2 separate regions of the Sus scrofa genome follow, and region 2 is linked to region 1. A link is a contact called in public Hi-C data. All regions are on one chromosome and are shown on one strand. Each heading gives the region's core, a stretch centred on a gene start, on an enhancer-like site or on the middle of the called end of the contact. The rest is flanking DNA. Distances are from core to core; before and after follow the strand shown. Region 1 holds the start of ERCC6L (DNA excision repair protein ERCC-6-like). Region 2 holds the start of RPS4X (ribosomal protein S4, X-linked).

The links. A called contact is a pair of places that touch in the nucleus more often than the background predicts.
Region 2: a Hi-C map of skeletal muscle shows a contact between it and region 1, with 1.9 times the contacts expected there. The contact joins the promoter of RPS4X here to the promoter of ERCC6L in region 1. A contact is called at or near these places in 4 of 47 Hi-C or Micro-C datasets (embryonic fibroblasts, heart right ventricle, liver and 1 more) and 1 of 2 datasets of contacts at active chromatin or transcription factors (skeletal muscle).

The regions. Positions count from the first base shown.
Region 1 is chrX:58,116,632-58,119,786 of Sscrofa11.1, forward strand. ERCC6L (DNA excision repair protein ERCC-6-like) reads right to left here and starts at 1,311. Exons shown (of 2, transcript XM_003360364.4): 1 at 1,155-1,311. The coding sequence starts at 1,222.
Region 2 is chrX:58,153,307-58,156,467 of Sscrofa11.1, forward strand. RPS4X (ribosomal protein S4, X-linked) reads right to left here and starts at 1,873. Exons shown (of 7, transcript NM_001204283.1): 1 at 1,822-1,873; 2 at 750-827; 3 at 86-266. The coding sequence starts at 1,824. It also overlaps the pseudogene LOC100622164.

The sequences.
Region 1 (3,155 bases), core at 61-2,560:
TCTGGCGTTGCCCTGAGCTGTGGTGTAGATCACAGACGCAGCTCGGATCCTGCTTGGCTGTGGCATAGGCCAGCAGCTGTAGCTCTGATTGGACCCCTAGCCTGGGAACCTCCATATGCTGCAGGCGCAGCCCCCCCCAAAAAATAAAACAAAATTTTAAAAAATCATAATGGAAAAGAATATGAAAAAGAATATATATGTATAAATGAATCACTGTGCTGTACTGCAGAATAAACACAACACTGTAAATCAACTATAATAAAAAACAAATTTAAAAAGGAATGGTTACGATGGTAAATTTTATGTTGTATTTTATCACAATTTTTTAAAAGAATTTAAATGTCTATTCCCACATCACTGGGCCTCCCACCCTTAGCCATCTGGTGAATGATCACTCATTTCTCAACACCCATATCTCCTCTGTGAACCCTTCCCTTAGCTCACCGACCCTTGGAGTTGGCTATTCCCTCCTGCAGTATGCCTTGCACATTATACCTCTTACAGTCCTTATCAAACAATAGAGCAAGTATAGTTCACCTATTCTTTTCCATCACTAGATTATAAGCAATTTGAGGGCAGGAGTGTTTTAGTCCTCTGTTTCCCCTAGGCCTGGGGCTAGGTAGGCTAGAAAGACCCAAGAAAGGCTTTGGCAGGGGAGATCTTAAAATTCAGGTATATTTTTGTGTATTAATGTACAGCATACACAAAAATCCTTGACAAACTACAAAAGGAAAATATTGTACTATATACAATGTGAATTGTATATCTTTAATATATTAATATATATTTCAAATAAAAAAATTATTTCTAAACAGAAAGATGGGTGTTGAAAATGTATACATTAAGCTATAAAATCAAAATAGGATAACAGAAAATATTTAAGCTATTACTAACATAACGCATCAGCAATTTTTATGTATTAAAAAAAAACAGATTTCAAAATGGCTCTTAAGGAGTTCATATCGGAGAGTTATTTGACCCGGCATCGTGGGCTCCCCAGGCTTTAGATATCTAGGGAGATTCCCACGCCCTCCTCTCGGGCTGGCCTCTCGCAAGGCTCTGCCTCGGTAGTTTGGGCCCCTGGGACGGTCCGCGAGGTCCCCCCCACCCCCACTCCCTGCCAGGGCCTGTGAATTAGACCCGCCCAGACGTACCTCAGGTAACGGGCAGCCTGCTCTGGGCTTAAGACCCCGGCTTCCGCAAACCCTCGGGACGCCTCCATGACCCTCAGATTGGGTTCCGTGTGTCTCCGCCGGGTATTGAATTTCCCTCGCTCTCGCCCTGCGCAGGCGCTACGCGCATGGAAGAGGGACAGGACCAACCGTCGACGTCGCGGCAGGCCAATCCGCGCACAGGGCTTCCGGCGCCACCGCTTGAGCCCCGCCCACGAAGGTCGCGCGCCTGCGCATAGCGCGCTGGTGGGGCGTAGGGGCCGTAGCCGGCCGGTGGTGCGGCATGACTTGCGTCCTCCTGCTGTCTTTGGCACTTTTTTTTTCAGACATGCCGCGCAGCCGGCGGAAGTTGCCTCGCCACAGAAGCGACCCGAGCCAAAGCAATGACAGCTGCCGGATCCTTAACCTGCTGAGCCACAGAAAACTCTTCTGTTCCTTGAATTTTCATTCCAACCCGTACCGGGTTGGGGTGAATTTCTGCCCCCGCGGGCGCGTGTGCTTGTGATATCCTCCTGAGTGAAATAGACTGCCTGATATGATCTTGTTTTAGTGGCCCCTGGAAACCTCCACAGCTTGCATCCCCTAATATCCTCCCTTCTCTGCTACCGGATGGCTGGTACTGAGCACGCTTTGAATTCAAACACTCCGCCGGGAGGCATAGTCCTCGTGACTTAAACGCACAGTGAAGAAGGGTCTTCTAGAACCAAGCCAGAGTTCCCGTTGTGGCACAGCGGTAATGAACCTGACTAGTATCGATGAGGACGCAGGTTAGGTCGCTGACCTCGCTCAGTGGATTAAGAAGCAGGTCTCGGAGTTCCCGTAGTGGCGCAGTTGTTAACGAATCCGACTAGGAACCATGAGGTTGCGGGTTCGGTCCCTGCCCTTGCTCAGTGGGTTAACGATCCGGCGTTGCCGTGAGCTGTGGTGTAGGTTGCAGATGTGGCTCGGATCCCGCGTTGCTGTGGCTCTGGTGTAGGCCGGTGGCTACAGCTCCGATTCGACCCCTGGCCTGGGAACCTCCATATGCCACGGGAGCGGCCCAAGAAATAGCAAAAAGACAAAAAAAAAAAAAAAAAAAGAAGCAGGTCTCGAGTGAGGTGCAGTGTAGGTCGTACACTCCACTCGGATCTGGCATTGGTGTGGCTGTGGTGTAGGCTGGTGGCTACAGCTCTGATTCCACCCCTAGCCTGGGAACTTCCAAATGCCAAAGGTGTGGCCCTTAAAGAAAGAAAGTAGTGCTGTGGTGTGTGGTTGCCACCATTCCTTCAGAAGATCCAACTGAGATGCAGTCAATTTGAAAACTCACCACCTATTGGCCCAGTCATGTGCCTACCATATGTCCAGAGAATTTTAAGCTTTTTATAAATTTCATGTATCTAGTTAAAAAGAGACCTTAGAGAAGATGGGCTGTTTTCCTGGTTAATATGACTTAAGGTCATATGTTCATAGAGTTTTAGGCCTTCTGTTAAGAGGGTTTTTTTTTTTTTTTTGGTTTTTTTTGTTTTTTTTTTTTGGCAGCGAACGTGGTAGGTGAAAGGCCCCGGGCCAGGGTTCAAAGCCACGTCACAGCAGCGACCCAAGCCTCTGCAGTGACAATACCAGATCCTTAACCTGCTGTGTCACAATAGAACTCCCAAGAGGGCTTTTAATATACTACTATTATCCCCATTTTCAGATGTGGAAATTGAGGCTCAAGAGAAATAAAGTGGTTTTGTCTAAGGTTCCAAAGCTGGGAAATGGCAGAACCAGAATTCCATACCAGGTCTATATAGACACAAATCTGTGCTCATTCACTGTGTCACACTGCTTATTGCTGGAAAGAAGAGGGGAATGGCAGGACATGAAGTTGGAGTAGTTGGAAGCCACTTCGTGAAGGAGTTTATTTACCCTGCTAAAGTGTTTTAATCACTTTTTTTCCTGGAGGCAAGTTTGGATTGGAGAAGGAGGTGGGGAGCAGTCAAGTGTACAGTTGCTCTGGGTACC
Region 2 (3,161 bases), core at 623-3,122, 37 kb after region 1:
AGACTGATAAAAGTTGTATTTAATACAACTACCTTTTCAGAGAAGGAGTTCAGGAGCCATGAAGTGCCCATCACTAACCACTTACCCATAAAACCAGCGGGGTAGGTTATATCAGTGCGGACCTTGCCGTCTATCTTAATGAAACGCTGCATGCATATCTTCTTTACTTCATCTCCTGTTAGGGCATACTTAAGTCTGTTCCTTAGGAAAATAATGAGGGGGAGACATTCCCTCAACTTGTGGGGACCAGTAGATGGACGAGGAGCCTGTAAAACGATTTTTTAAAAAAATCTCATTGTTGGGATTCACTCAAACCACCTCTCAAGTCCTGCAATCCACCACTGTCACCCCCTCAATTTGAGTAAACAAGAGAGGCCTTCAAGGCCCACAAAACTATTCCAGACCTCCAAGTTTTCCAGCATTTCCCCTTTCAGAGGACCAGACCTGTTAATATTTGAAGTCCTGCATCTACCCAAATTGTGGTATACGGAATGAGGCACAGAATTATTATGCTACAGTAAGGTAGGGTGCAGCTAGATACACAGGGCCTTCAAGAACAGACAAGTCTTCCTCTAGTTCTGCCCCCCCCCCCCCAAAAAAATGACTTTTGGGAGGCACTGCAGGGAACATTTTTTTGGACATGGTAATCAGGGATGCTTGGCACATAAAGGAACAATATAAAGCGTGTCTCTTAAATACGTCAATTTTATCTCAATAAAATTGTGAAAGATGTCCCTTAAGATACTTACAAACACACCGGTCAGTTTATCCAGCATCCAATGCTTTGGAGCTGCTACGCGCTTCAGATGTTTCTTGGGACCACGAGCCTGAAAGAGTTTCAAAGTTGTAAATTTTAATACTGTTAAATGGTTTCAGGTCTTATAAGCCATCCTTGAAAGAAGAGCGAGTCTGTTTCCTCTTCAACAAAATGTGGACAATGTTAAAAACAAACAAACAAAAAAAAAGCATAAAGCCACGTGATAAAAGGCAGAAGCGAATGCATACACAGTATCTAGCAAATACTATAGGTTCCATAAACCATAGTCAACTTTCTTACTGTACAAAAAGAATACTAAGTGATTACTGTCTCTCAAAACAGCATTTCATGTTACTAAGTATCTACATGTTACTGTTTCCAAGCGCCTGATTCTAGAGGCTGTCTTTTTCGAGGAGAGTATGTTGGTGAAATAGCCTGGGGTGGACCTCGTGGCGCACAACCGGCCAGCAACAGAAAACGGACCAGAACTCAATCTGTGCTTCTACTTATCCAACTGAGCATTTCTGGTTTTTTAAGTATTTGATGCGAGATTTAATCTGACCTCGGCACAACCACGTGCCAATAGCTGCTTCCTCGAACTCTGAAAGTGAGTTTTTCACCTTAGAATGCGGAAGCCTCTGTAATATTACTTACTGGCCACACTACCTAAAGTCATGAAGTCAGGCCGTACCAAAAACACAGCAAAAAGTTTCTCCACCCGCCCGAGGCCTGACGTCTGTCCTCCGGGGCCAGCCTGGGCTCCGGTCTGGGAAGCAAGACGCTCCTCCCAAGGCCGCAGGATCCGTGGCCGGGTGTGGCCGGCCCGAAGACAGAGGCCTTCCCGCCAGCGGCATCGATCTCCAACTCCCCAACCCCCATCCCCGGGCCGGCCGGGGACCCGCGTTCGCCTTCGCTCTCGAGCCCCCCTAGGCCCACCCCGCCTGCTGCTCTCCCTTCGTTTCCGCCCGGCGACCCCCTGCGGGAGCCCCGCAACCCCGGGCAGCCCCAGCCCTGGGAGGATGGAGGCTGATGGGTCCCAAGAGCTCCCCAAGAAGCCACCTTACCATGGCTGCGCTAGGCACGAAAAGAGGTCCGCCTCCTTCCGGCGCGCGGAGAAAAGAAGGTCCGCGGCTGCGCGCGCCGGAACCTCGGACGCTCCTCCCAGCTCCGCCCCTTCGTGGCGCGCGGGGAGGCTATCTTGCCACCTGCTGGTGGGAGGTCAGAGGTCCCGAGCTTGGGAACCTCCACCGAAAAAAGGGGTGTCTCCCAAGGACGATTTCCTCCCTCCCCTTTCCCGCCCTCCCCGCTCGGGTATTTGCTGAGCGTCTTTGGGGCGCATGATTCTGTGTTAGGTGCTGGACAAAGGTGCACTAGGCAAGCTCCCTGCCTTCGAGGAGAGGAAAAAGTGAGGCTACTAGTTCTACCTACACATGATCCTATTATCAGTAGAATATATTGAGATAAACAAGGTCCTACTCTATAGCACAAGGAACTATATGTAATATTTTGTCATAAACTATAAAGGAAAATAATCTGAAAAAGAATATAGATATAAAGAATATATATACATATATAGACAATATATATACATATACACATATGTAACTGAATCTCTTTGCTGTACACCTGAAACTAAGACAACATTGTAAATCAACTAACTATTCTTCAGTTAAAAAAGGATAGGCGGGAGTTCCCGTCGTGGCGCAGTGGTTAACGAATCCGACTAGGAACCATGAGGTCGCGGGTTCGGTCCCTGCCCTTGCTCAGTGGGTTAACGATCTGGCGTTGCCGTGAGCTGTGGTGTAGGTTGCAGACGCGGCTCGGATCCCGCGTTGCTGTGGCTCTGGCATAGGCCGATGGCTACAGCTCCGATAGACCCCTAGCCTGGGAACCTCCATATGCCGCGGAAGCGGCCCAAGAGATAGCAACAACAACAACAAAAAGACAAAAGACAAAAAAAAAAAAAAAAAAAAGGATAGGCGGTCTCAACAGTGGCACAGTTTTGGGTGGCAGCTGTAGCTCAGATTCAATCCTCTGCCTGGGAACTTCCTTACGCAACAGGTGCGGCCATATAAATAAATAAATAAGGAGTTCTCTTGTGGCGAATCGGGTTAATGATCTGATCTGGCATCATCACTACTGAAGCAGATCCGGTTGCTGCTGTGGTGCAGGTTTTTGTTTTTTTTTTGGGGGGGGTTGTCTTTTTGCCTTTTCTAGGGCCGCTCCTGCGGCACATGGAGGTTCCCAGGCTAGGGGTCTAATTAGAGCTGTAGCCCCCAGGCTACTCCACAGCCACAGCAATGCGGGGTCCAAGCCGCATCTGCAACCTACACCGCAGCTCAGGGCAATGCCAGATCCTTAACCCACTGAGCAAGGCCAGGGATCGAACCTGCAACCTCATGGT